Regions from separate parts of the Mus musculus genome. Here region 2 is linked to region 1. The links are chromatin contacts, called in public promoter capture Hi-C maps. All regions are on one chromosome and are shown on one strand. The core of a region is the stretch at or near the end of the contact, and the rest is flanking DNA. Distances in the headings are between cores, read along the strand shown. Region 1 holds the start of Tnip1 (TNFAIP3 interacting protein 1). Region 2 holds the start of Sap30l (SAP30-like).

Region 1 (6,172 bases), core at 1,215-3,714:
TTCCTGCTGCAATGGAAGTGAAGTGATGCAATAGTCAGAGGCTCTCCCATCCTTCCCTGGGCAATCCCGACCTCAAGCGCACAGAAGCCACTGAGAAAAGAATTCAGCAAACTCTGCCCCAGCTCCCCTTCCGTGTGCCCGGCCTTCGCCATGGGCTGTGTGCAAGATGTGTGCCTATATCTTTAGTTCTCCCTTCTTCAAACTCCATGTCACACTTGGGACGAGTGGTTGCCAGTATTTTGTGCAGACACTTCTCAGTACAGAGTCTATTCCCTTTGTGGTGAACATCCTTTTTTGTGTTCTTCCTTGATTTTTTTCAGGTCTCAGCTGAGAAGTCACTTCCTGCAGGAAGGCTGCCCAGGCTCCCAAATCCCAACTAGACATCTGCCCTGGTACCTACAGCTCCCTGCAATATTTTTCCTGACAAAACACATCTTTTCCAGTGTTTGCTGTAACTATCTGATCATATGCCACAGCCTCCAGAACAGTGCCATCCAACAACACCCTCTGCAATGGTGCAGGGAATGGACAGACTTGTAGGCCCATGTGGTATTCAGAAACTGAAGACCAGACAGGAGAAATGACTTCTAAGTGAATTTAGTTAGGGGTTTCCTGACTCCCAGTCTAGCACTCTTTTCTACACCATACCATCTTCCTCATGGCACTGACCACTCTTCAAGGGCTCAAAGCCACATGCATAGTAGTACACACCTGTAACCTCAAGTCACATGTAGGAACAGCTGTCATCCTGGCTATACATCACAATGAAAGGTGCCTAATGCTATTAAGGAACTGAGTGTGTGTGTGTGTGTGTGTGTGTGTGTGTGTGTGTGTGTGTATGTGTGTGTGAGTGTGAGTGTGTAGGACATGTGCATATGTGTGTACATATACGTGAAGCCCAGCAGTGAACCTCAGGTGTTACTCCTTAGGTGACAACCATCTTGTTTTTTATGACAGGTTCTCTCACTGCCTCCGGCTCATCAGTTTAGCTAGACTGGCTGACCCACAGATCCCAGATATCCTGTCTCTGCCTCCCCAGCACTGGCCTGTGTGTATCTACACCAGACTTTTAAATTTGGGTGCTGGGGCTCAAAATCAGTGAGCACTTTACCCACTGAGCTATTTCCTCATTTCCTCAATTATTGCTTTTATTTAGGTTTAGTTAATTTACATTTGATCCACCATATGTGGATAATGGTCACTCAGTTGGATAGGACAGTCCTGAACTAGGGATAATCAAGAAAGCCTCTCTCACCCAGGTGGCCTCTTCCTATCTCCTCAGACATTTTTGTGGCAGGTAGTGAATGGCAGTGGGTAACTTTATATATGTAGTCAGTGGTTTACAAGGGGTGTCGACAAAGCATCTTTTGGCTTCTGGTACAGTTGCAGAAAGCAGACAGAGCAAGACTCAGTTTCCCACTTTGCAGTGGGTGTGACAGTGAGTGAGATGGGGGTCAGTGACACGTGCATGTGTGAGCAGTCATTTGTTGTGACAAAAGACTGACAAGCAGCATCTTAGAGGAGGGGTTTATGTTGGCTCCCAGTTTGAGGTGATACAGTCCACTCTGGTAGGAAGGCCTGGCAGTGTGGGAGTGGCTCTAAGCTGTGGTGGCAAGTGCATCCGGGGGCTCGCTCACATCTAGTGGATCAGGAAGAGCAGAGAAAGCAGAAAACAGTGCTTGAACAACCCTCTCCTGATCCCCACTTTTCATTCAGTCTGGAACCCCAGCCTCCCCGGACAGTGCTGTCCACATTCAAGGTGGGTCTTCCCTCTTTTGGAAAACCTCTCTGGAAAAGGCCTTACAGGCACACCCCAGGTGTATCTCCTCGAGACTTCTAAATCCAGTGAAGTTGATCATAGAGAATAACCATCACACAAAGCTCAGGAGGAAGTGGCATGCTCAGACTGCAGCTGGCAGGTTCAGAACGGGCCAAGGGTTTCCAAGTGTGGCTGGACATCCAAGTGAGACTCAGCAAGACTCAGCATCTGGGGAAGAATGAGAAACTTTTCCTCCTCTGGAGAGGATGCTTGGGAGCAGATGAGGCAGGAACAAGACAGGAGGACGTGAGCAGGATGCCTGGAGATTTCCCCAAGGCCACGCACACTGGAATCCCCCACTTTGAACAAAAGAGGAAACATATATCTCCAGGCCATCCCAGCAGGGCAGCCCAGGTGGCCTGTGTCCTTGTACCTGCCTTTGCTTGATTCCCAGCCCAGCTCAGGAGCCAGCAGGCTCTCAGCTCTTCTCCAGAGCCCCCTCCCCTTCCTGGAATCTACCACAAGTGACAGGCAGCCTGGGGAGCAACAGGTGGAGGCTGGCAAAGGGCCCTCTGCTCTGCCAGAGGCGGGATGGGGCCTCAGCTCGGCCTTGTGGGGCTGCCTGGTGGCTGGCTTCTCCATCATGGGGGAATTCCCCTCCTGCCTCAGAGTCAGCTCCGCCCAGCCCTCCTTCCTGCAGAAGCTCAGAAAGCCCAGCAACCTTCACAGGGACACAGGGAGGCATGGCCGCACTCACTGGGCACATCTTCAGATCACCTCGTGCATTCTCGGATGAGTGACCTGGGCTGAAGGTAGGTGTGACAAGGCAGATTCCAGGAGCGTCACACGGTAATGTCAAGGCCACCAGACCTTCCCAGCTGTGTGTCAGTAACTGCTTGGCCTCCTCTTCTCTGCCAGCTGGGGTCTTTTGCTCCCCAGCCTAGCTTGGTGGGCCCACCTAGGGCCTTGAATTCTGTGTCTCTGTTCTTCCCTGAGCCTCCTTTGCCCTCTGACCTCTGTCTCTCTCCCTCGTACTTGTTCTGACCAATCTTCTCTCCGAATGTCTGCAACTTTTCCAAAGGGAAGGAAAGAGAGACTTTCTCTTTTTCTGTACTATCCCTCTCTCTGAGGGGTGAAGGGGACTTTTCTCTTTCTTGTTCCCATATTTTCTTGTGTGTGAGAGGACATGTTTGCATTTGTGTCAGGCTCCCAGGAGCAGGTACATATATCGGTCCATGGGAGTGTTTATGTTTGTGGATGGTCTGGGTGTCTGTCTCTGTGTGAATGTGAATTTTGAGGGGGATGGTGTGGGATGAGCTGGGCAGTTTGGAAGTCTAAACCCAAACAAGGAAGGTTGGTGGAAACCCATCTTGCTCCCTGGGGGACACAATAGCTGTTGAGCCCCTCCTCAGCACTGGAATGAAGGAACCCCTCCCCTGTCTCCAGACTTCTTTGCTCTGAGGCCCACTGGCTCCTTCTGAGGGTGAACCTTTCACCGAGAACTTGAGGCCCTGGGAGTGGGGCCAAGGGCTGGCAGATGGTGGGGACTTCTTTTTTTGATAATAAGCAGTCCAGTTTTTCCGAAGCTGGTCAGAGGGCCAGCCTAGGGAAGTCCCTGGCTGGGGGAGGTAAGGGCCAGAGGCTGGGTCTGACTTTTGACAGTGACCTCTGGACTGCAGAATGAGGGAGGAATGTGGCGAGATTCTAGAAGACATGAGAAGGTATGGGGTAGATTGAGAGAGAAATGCTATTGGGGCCTGGTAGGGCTTCCCAGGATTGGGCAATGTTCTGGTCCTATGGGTCTGCCTCCCTTAGGGACTAATCTCTTCCCACTTCCAGGAAGATGATGAGGAGCAAGCTAGGATCCCAGTTTGGAGCCAGCTTGATACTCTGATTTGGAGTCAGGCGGGCCAGAGGGAGAGAAGCCAGAGAAGGAAAGACCCAGGACTCCTCGAGACCGTGGGAGGGGCCTGGCAGGGCCAGTGTATGAGGAGCTGGGAATTTCCCTGGTGTCATTGTCCTAGAAACCAGAGAATAACAGGCAGGTTAGGGACACAGGAGAAAGAGCCGGGGAGGAGAAAGAGGAGGACAAGGCTGGCGAGGAAGCCAGCAGCCGTGGCCAGAGGCCACCTCCTCAGACAGCTCTCAGTGAGATCCAGGCAAAGTGAGCCCCAGCAGTAGGCCTGAGATCCCCTGAGAGAGGAAGATCCACACTCCCTGCTGCCCCAGACCACAATGACCATGCTTCTTATCACTAGGGCCATTTCTCTCTGTGTGTGCCACAAACTGGCCCTGCTGTTGTCCCCATAGCCTTGCTTAGAAAGCTAGGTTACAGACCAGGAGTGAGTGTCAGGGTCAGAATCAAAGCCCAGACTTCAGGAGGTGGGAGGTGTCCTGGGAAGAGGGCAAGTTGTGAATGCAAATGCTTTCCTTCCTCTTGAGAGGATGACTGGGGGATGCAGAGATGGCTCAGGGGCTAAAGGAGCTTGTTGCTAAGTCTGACAACCCGAGTTTAATCCCTGGGACTCATGTAGTAAGAGAGACAGGACTCCTACATACAGTCCTCTGAGCTCCATTACATGTGCTGTGACATGTGCTAGGGAGACATACACACATGATACACACTTGTAATAAATAAATAAATAAATAAAAATAAATGTAAAAGATGATGCATGAACACAGAAAAAAACTGTGGCCTTCATAGCCTAGGAAGGTAGGTAGAATTAAAAATGCCTTTTTAGGCTGAGGGGAGCTGAAACTACAGACTCAGTTAATTTAGTGCCATTGTTGATGTTGTTGTTGTTTGTGTATGATTTGATGAGAAGGGGTTGCTTTGAGACAGAGTCTCATGTAGTCCAGGCTGGCTCTGGATTCTTGGTCTTGATGCTTCTGCCTCTGTAGAACTAAGATTGGGGCAGTCATCCAGTTGACATGCCATTTTTTCCTTTTCTTTCTTCTTTCTTCTGGCTGGGTCTCATGTATCCCAGGCTAGCCCCAAATCCCCTATGGAACTGAGCCTGACCTTGAGTTTCTGATCCTCTAGCCTCCACCCCTTGACTGTGGGGATTACAAATGTGTGCCATCACAGGCGGTTCTCTGAGGTACTAGGGATGGAATCCGGGTCTTGAGTAGGGTGGGCCAGCACCGTCTGTAATCGTCACCAGCACTCAAATCCCATTTCAGTCAGGGTCACATGTTTGTCATTCCTTATCTCTGTTAACCATCACCCAAATCTCCCTTTCTGATAATCACACACCCAAGAGCAGAAAGTACCTAGAATCCACACAGGGTTTTGTGTTCCGAGGTTGCCTCGGGCTGAGAGTCCAGGAAGAGATCCAGGATTGCTAAATGCTCCCACCCCCACCTCTCAGGTCCACTCTCCCCCAGCCCAGGCTCCTTATCTTCCACTCTAAGACAATAAGGCTCATACTTCTTTGATTCAAAATTCTATTTCCAGCCTGGGAATGAACCTTAGCTCAGTAGGCAGAGGGTAGCCTATCACACACAAAGCTAAGTCCCCAGGAGAGTTGAAAGGAGATGTGGGGCTACATCCCAGAACTCAGGACAGGGAGTCGTGAAAACCAGAAGTTGAATGTCTTCCTCACTAGAGAGTGATTTTGAGGCCAACCTGGGCTACATGAAACCCTGGCTCAAAAAAGTAAAGAAGGGGTGATAGAATAGCTCAGTCAGTAAAGTGGAGGACTTGAGTTTGACCTCCAGAGCCCACATAAGAAAAAGCCGATTGCAGTGATCCACACTTTAGTCCCACCCAGCACATGGGTGGAGGATTAGGGGGAGTGGAGATAGAGATGAGCGAATCTCCAGGGCTTGCTGGCACCAGCCTAGTCTAATTGGTGAGCTAAAGGTCCTAGCAAGAGACCTTGTCTCAAAATACAAGGTGGAAGGCTCCTGAGCAATGACACTCAGGTTGACCTCTGGCCCCCACACACCTGTGTGCTGCCCCACATACACATGCATACTCGAGTATACACACACACACACACACACACACACACACAGAGGCAAACAGCTGTGCTTTCCATCAGTTGGGGTGTGTATCAAAAGAGAGATGCATGGGAGCCCAGGCACTGACATCAGTATTAACCTAAAATTCAGGGTCATACCTGCCAGAAAATAACTAGACTTGCACTGGCCCTAAGAGCAGCTCCTATCCACAAACAGCAGTCATCTTTCTTCCCTCTTGTTCATATTTCAATAGCAAGTTTCATTATTTATTGTGAATAAGACTGGGGGTTTGATAATTTCTGAAGACCATTTTAAGGCTGGCATTCTGAGTTCTGTGTCCTGTTAGCTGGTGAGATGTGGTGATACGATGCATAAGAGCCTGACCTGGCTCTGTATGAACTTCTGAGAGCATCCATCTACCTGATCTTCACAGACTGGATGGGAGAT
Region 2 (6,780 bases), core at 2,921-5,420, 2.8 Mb before region 1:
ACAGGTACAGGAGGAATTATGAACTTGCAATGGGCAGAGACAGGTCGCAGGACAGTGGATGGTACTCACAGCGCCTACTCCTACTGTGGGTAAGACCGGAAAACTTGACTCCTGCTGCTTCACATCTGATCCACAAAGGAGCAGAGAGAGACAGAACCCTCACAAAGGGGGACCACATAAAAGAGAGTGGACATCACTCTGATTTTCTAATAAACACCAGAGTATATTAGTAAAGGCGCCAAAAGCAGCTCAGCAGTGAAGAACAGGGTTTCATTTAAGAATGTAGGTAGCACAGTTGCCTGGAGGAACCACTCAAAGACCCTGCAGGACCCAGGGCCTGTGTAATTGGCCTGGGTAGGGACAGATGGTGCACAAATGTTCTAGGGAGACATCTGAACTGGAGTTTGGTCCTTAAATCCTTAAAGATAAAAGTAAGCTGGCAGGAAGTCACCATCAATGAATTCAGGCTGCTTTGTGGAGGGAACAATGAAAACTGTTTAATTTGATGATTATCAGTTTCTTGTGGTTGGATTGGTGAGTCATGAGTCATTCCGAGTTTACACTGTGATGCTGTCTTGTACACAGCAGGCGAGAAATAAGTGCTGATGCACCAATGTAGGCCCTCTCATATCTACAAACGGCCAAATGACTTTTGCTGGTAAAAGCCACCTCTTTTTTTTTTTTTTTTTTTTTGGTTTATTTTTTGAGTCAGGGTTTCTCTGTGTAGCCCTGGCTGTCCTGGAACTCACTCTGTAGAACAGGCTGGCCTCGAAACTCAGAAATCCGCCTGCCTCAGCCTCCCAAGTGCTGGGATTAAAGGCGTGGGCCATCACTGCCTGGCTGGGTTTTACTCTTTAGGACAGTGGCCTATGGACAATGTCCAAAAGTTCATTGCCAGAGTGGAATCTGACAAAAGTCATTGAAATTTGTGAACTTGTAAGAGGTGGCACACGCCTTCAATCCCAGTACTGGGGAGGCAGGAGGATTTCTAAGTTCGAGGCCAGCCTGGTCTACAGAGTGAGTTCCAGGACAGCCAGGGCTACACAGAGAAACCCTGTCTCGAAAAAACCAAAAAGAGTAACACCCAGGTGAAACAAGAGGACATGTGACCTCTGCTCCATTCCTGGCAGCTGGCACTTGGGCTGACAATGTAAGTAAGTGGCTCTTGAGAGAGCAAGTGGTGCTGGGCAGTGGTGGCGCACGCCTTTAATCCCAGCGCTTGGGAGGCAGAGGCAGGAGGATTTCTGAGTTCGAGGCCAGCCTGGTCTACAGAGTGAGTTCCAGGACAGTCAGGGCTACAGAGAGACCCTGTCTCGAGAAACCAAGAGAGAGAGAGAGAGAGAGAGAGAGAGAGAGAGAGAGAGAGAGAGAGAGCGCAAGTGGCTTCCCACAGCATAGTGGTAAACTGGGAAGAATGAGTGGCAGAGTGGGGTGTTTCTAAAGCTTAGGTAGGAAGAGGCCAGACCAGAGCAGGGGGCAGCAACCCAAGCGACACTGGAGCCTGTTTCCTTTATGTGATCCCCAGCTTCGAGCACTCTCCAGAAGCAAAGAAGAAACCCATCAGCGGCAAGTTGGCTATGTACTAATACAGTACAGAGGCAGCCAGTGGCCACCTGAAGGGGGGTGCTATAGTATTTTAAAAGGGCTTTTGCCAGATCCTTTTACCAGACAGCTATTCTCTGTCCTTAACCATGTTCAAGTCTAATCTGCTTTTCAGCAATCTCAGGACTCAGGGGCTTTTGTGGGTGAGGTGGGGGCCTTAGGGTGGAAGCAAAGGCTCACTGTGGTTGTCTGGGTTTTTTTGTTTGTTTGTTTGTTTGTTTTTTCTTTCCTGTTTCACTTGCTACAACAGCTAGACATTCTAGTAACACAGCACTTACTTGGGACTGAATTCCTGCCCATCTGTGGAATGAAATAGAAACTGTTTCAGAGATAATGACTCTGTACTACCACCTTGAAATGGACTAAGGCCGCACATCTAACCACAAGCCTTCCCAAGTACTGCCTTTGGGGATGCTAGTACAGGGCAGAGGGGGCCTTTCTTCCAGATGATGATGATGTGTGTGTGAGTGTGTGTGACATCGACATGCTCAACACTGCTCCACATGGCTTCCCCATGGGGTGAGTGGATAAATGGAGTCTTTACTGCAACAACAAAACCATCCAGATGTGAGCACTGCCAGCAGCCCACACGGGAGGCAGGCACCGTTTCCATGTGGATAAACTCATCCCCAGTCTCGGGATCACTTTCACTCCCATGTGTGATTAGCAGGGGACACCTGAGGGTTTAGCCAGCTTTGCTTCAGAGTAATCTCATTCATTCATTCATTCACTCACTCATTTATTTACTGACAAGACATTTGTAAAAAGGAAGGTCCCAATCATAAAAAAACAAAAAACAAAACCCAGCACGATTTCAAATGAGCTGGATTCTACTGGTTGACTAAATAAAACTGAGTGTGCAAGAGAAGAGTCTAGAAGAAAGGATGATGATCTTATTTATTATAGACGAATGAAAACTGGGTGTAAGGTTTGGAAGCAAGCCAGGCAATAAGTGGGCTTAGGAAATTAGCCAGCTTTTAAGTGCAGTGTGCTCTTGGCGCCATTGCTTCCTACCCCCCCGCCCCCAGCCTCAGTTTCTGCCACATCAGAAGTGTAAAGATCGGCTCCCTTTCCCGCTACCAAGCAATGTCTGATTTCCCCAAACCGTTGAACAGTAATCATTCAAACTCCTGAATATGAGAAGTTCCTTAACTCAGTCTCAATTCCTAACCTGGAAGCTGCCACTCAGGGCTTGCAGCAACAGATGTCAAACTGAAAAGTTCTTAACCGGTTGGCAGTAGGCACATCTTGAGGACCAGAGTAGGTGAAATCACTCAGGAAGTTTCTTATAATTAGCCACAAGGCATAGGGCAATCTCATTCCATTTTAAATTTGCACCTCTCCACCTCCAACGGCATTACCAAAGATGCTAATCCCCGCAAGAAAGCTGATTCCCCGCCCCCTTCAATCACATCCACAGCAAATCATTTAAGACCCGGCCTTGGCCTTATTTCTGCCACATCTCAGAAAAACTCATTCGCTGCCAGCGAAGCGGGCTCTGTGTTGCGCTGCAGAGACCGGAGGCCGCGGCAGACAGGAAAGTCGCGGCCACCTTGCTAGTGTCTGAAAGAGCGACAAGGTCCCTGGAGGGAGGACGAAGTTGGAGAAGATCCTCCCGGTTCCCTTGTCACCTCTTTTGCCCAATTCTTGCAAAAGTAACCCACCTCTCTCTGCTCTGCTATTCGGCGCAACAGTGACAGCTGGAAACTGCTGTCGCTTTCCCAGGCAGGGAGAGTGTGCCAAGCCCTCCCTGGTTTCCCAGCCCACCCTCGGGGACGCGGGCAGCGTCGCGGAGCACCGAGCGGCCTCCAAGAACCTGAGTCCCCTGTTTTGCACAGACTGCGCGGCGAGGCCCACCGCGCGGAGCGTCCCCGGGGTCCCTTCCCGCGGCCCTGCGCTATGCCCCGAGACTCACGCTCTTGTCTATGTCCAGCTTGAGTTTCTTCTGCGAGATGCTTTTCTGCACCCTCTTGCTGAAGGAGGCGTTGCCCGCGGGCCGGACGCAGCGCTCGCCGTCCGCGATGAGGCAGCAGCTCTGGCCGTAGCCCGGGGCGGCGGCGGGGGCGGCAGGGGGCCCTTCGCGGCTGTCCTCCTCTGTGCTGAAGCCGTTCATCTCCCCGCCCCGGCCCGGCCCCTCCGGGGGAGGACCCCTGTAGGCCACTCCGCGGCTGCTAGCCCCGCGGGGCAGCTCTTCGCCAGCCCCGCGCCCGGGTCCCACGGTGCGCCCTGGGTCAGGCGCGCTCCGAGCTCCGCGAGGCCCGGCTGCTCTGTGCTCCTGCAGCCCGGGCCCCGGCGGGGATGCACACGCCGAGGCTCCGGCCGGGGCTCACGAGGCTTCCCCCGGGATCCGGGCCCGGCCGCCCTGGGGCTCCCGAGGCCCCCGCCGGCTCCCGCCTGCTCCGCGCCGCGCGGCAAAGTCTCCACCCCGTGGCTCCCCGCGCGGGGGCCCGGCCTCGAACCTGCCGTGTCCGGGCCCCGCGGTGTGCTCGGGCCGCCCCAGCGCCTGGCCGCTCGGCGGCGCCCCGAGTCCCCGCGGCAGCCCCTGGGCCGCCCCGGCCGCCGCCCGCCCGACGCGCCGCACCACAACAGTGCGCTCCCCCGCCCGCCGCGGCACAGCGGAAGTCCCGCCTCTGTGCGCTCAATGGTCGTATTCTTTATGTAGGCGGGGCCCACGTCGCCGCTGGCAGTTCCCATTGGGCGCCATCGCTGCCGGTCTCCGGTGCCAGGCTACTTCCTGGACTCTGCTGGGATGGGTTCAAAGTAGAGAAAGTGCAAGAGGGAAGAGTTACCCGGGCTAGAGAGGACAGCGGGCCGCAGGTTTAGTCCTGGTTGTGGAGTGGGATGCTGAGATGGGTCTGGAGGGATGCAGGATGTTCTAGGCCGTTAGGATGGTAAATAGGGACCTCGCTCCGCGAGGGATGCTGAACGGGGTCTGGAAGAATGCAAGATGTCCTGGTCCGGGCCAGGAATGGTGAGCGAGGTCCTCTGGCTCTGGGGCGAGATGCTGTGTTAGGTCAGGAGGGACGCGGGGCCTCCACCTCAGGGAGTGGTGCTGAGCGGGATATGGAGGGTCGCAGGGTCTCCATTCCGGGATGGGATGTTGAGCAGGTTCCCAATCCCAGCGCGGGATCCTGAGCAGAGGTCCGGCTCCATAGTGGGGTTGTGAGCAAGCCGGTTATGGAACGAAATGCTAAGCCGGATCTGACAGGCCGCAAGGTCTCCTATGTTGAGTGGGGTCTGCGGGAAGCAGGGACAGACTTGCAGCAGAGATCACGTTCGCAGTGGACTGAAGCATCGACGTGCGGAGGAAAACTGAGGGACAAGGGAAGGGTATGGGAAGGAGACCTTAGGGAGAAAGTGCTGCCAGGAGAACAGACTGGGCAAAACGGAAAAGCCTGGGCTGGAGGATCTACGCGGCAGCGGGAGACAGGGTGCATGGTGTGGGACATGAAGCTAACGAGGAAGTGCATATGCGCGTAAAGAGGCACTGAGAGACAGGAGAGGTCGGACAGGTGAACTAGAAATCTTTGAGTACAGCGGGCACCAAGGAAGAAGGGACTTAAGGAGGAGAGCCCAGCGTCAGAGCAACCCTGGCCTGGGTTGATCTTCAGGGTGGACTTTGTGGGCTGAGGCAAAGGTGAAAAGCCCTTAGGCCACCAACGGAGGACTCACCTTCAGACTTGTTAGAGACTGATTTGTAGTTTTATTGCTTCAAGCTAACTCAGACCAACCCGGGAGGAGGCCACCGCACCCTGCCAAGACCAGGGTGTCACCTCGTCCTTGATGCAAGGACACAGGGAATTTTCTGAGGGTCGGGTCCTACAGTCAGTAGTGTTGTGGGGGAGAGGTATGGTTATGGGATGGGTGTCCGGAAAGCTCTTAAATTCTCTCCAGAGGTCTAAAAGTGCGTTTGTACAGTTTACTTTTATTAATTTCACACAGGAGACAGTATGTTAGAAAATACACCTACCAGATAAAAATTTAAGGCCACTGTGGGGGCTGAGGCTGTAATTTGGTGGCAGAGTGGATCAGCACACTCGAGGCTCTGGATTTGTTCCACATTACTACTTAAACAGGATGTGGCGGCACTGGCCTGTAGTCCCACCTTTCAGCAGGAAGATCTGAAGTTCAAGGGCATTCTCTCTCTTTTCTTAAAAGAATTATTTATTTATTTTATGGATATGAATACACTGTAGCTGTCTTTGTACTCACCAGAAAAGGGCATCAGATCCCACTACAGATGGTTGTGAGCCACCATGTGGTTGCTAGGAATTGAACTCTGGAATAACAGTCAGTGCTCCTAACCGCTGAACCATCTCTCCAGCCCCTCAAGATCATTCTTGACTACATAGCTCGCAAGTCAGTCTTGGTTTTGTGAGACCTTGTCTCAAAATAACAAAACAAAACAAAATGTGTCCATTACGAAATTGCTTATAAAAAATACTCTAAAAGTTACAAACGAGAAGAGGTGAAGCAAAATTAAACATCTTCAGAAAGTGTTAAAACTCACCAGCAACTCTGTAGCAAAGATCTCCGAGCGCTTGACAACGCCTTGTCAATGCTGAGTAATGAGCGCTCCACGGTGGTCCACACCTGCTATGCCACTGCTTGGGAAGTGTGTAGCGGGATCTGGAGTTCTTATTGAACTTGAGGCTAGCCTGGGCTATGTGAGACCTTGTTTCAAACAAAACAAAACGAGGATATAGAATTGCATATGGACTTGTGGAATGTGATGTGTGTGTATTTATTTTAAAATAAATAATACATGCAGGGTGAGAGCTGGGGAGATAACTGCTCTTCCAGAAGATCCCAGTTCATTTCCATTAAACCCCTACATAGGCTCTCCACTGCCAGAAATTCGAGCTCCAGGAAATTTGGCCTCCCTGGGAGTATGCTAGAGCCCCATCTCCAAACCAAACCAAACCAAACCAAACCAAACCAAACCAAACCAAACCAAACCAAACCAAACCCAAACAGCAACATTAACCAAGCTTTGGGGGAGGAAGGGAGGACTGAGATGATTCAGTGGGTTAAAGCCCTTTCCAATAAGCCTGCTGACCTCAGTTCTATCCCCAGCACCCGCATGGCAGAAGGAGAGAATTAGCAATGCAGATTATCTTCTGACCTCAGCCTCCCTGTGTTAGGAATACACTACCTCCCCACAGAAAAAAAGAAATG

What was found. Promoter capture Hi-C pulls out the DNA fragments that hold promoters and counts their contacts.
Region 2: a promoter capture Hi-C map of embryonic stem cells shows a contact between it and region 1, with 4 times the contacts expected there. The contact joins the promoter of Sap30l here to the promoter of Tnip1 in region 1. A contact is called at or near these places in 2 of 39 promoter capture datasets (embryonic stem cells and frontonasal cranial neural crest), 1 of 484 Hi-C or Micro-C datasets (B cells) and 3 of 115 datasets of contacts at active chromatin or transcription factors (embryonic stem cells and large pre-B cells).

The regions. Positions count from the first base shown.
Region 1 is chr11:54,959,232-54,965,403 of GRCm38.p6, reverse strand. It overlaps Tnip1 (TNFAIP3 interacting protein 1), which reads left to right and starts at 2,464. Exons shown (of 19, transcript NM_001199275.2): 1 at 2,464-2,571.
Region 2 is chr11:57,799,027-57,805,806 of GRCm38.p6, reverse strand. It overlaps Sap30l (SAP30-like), which reads right to left and starts at 4,170. Exons shown (of 4, transcript NM_001081168.1): 1 at 3,518-4,170. The coding sequence starts at 3,715. It overlaps 2010001A14Rik (RIKEN cDNA 2010001A14 gene), which reads left to right and starts at 4,340. Exons shown (of 4, transcript NR_131042.1): 1 at 4,340-4,573.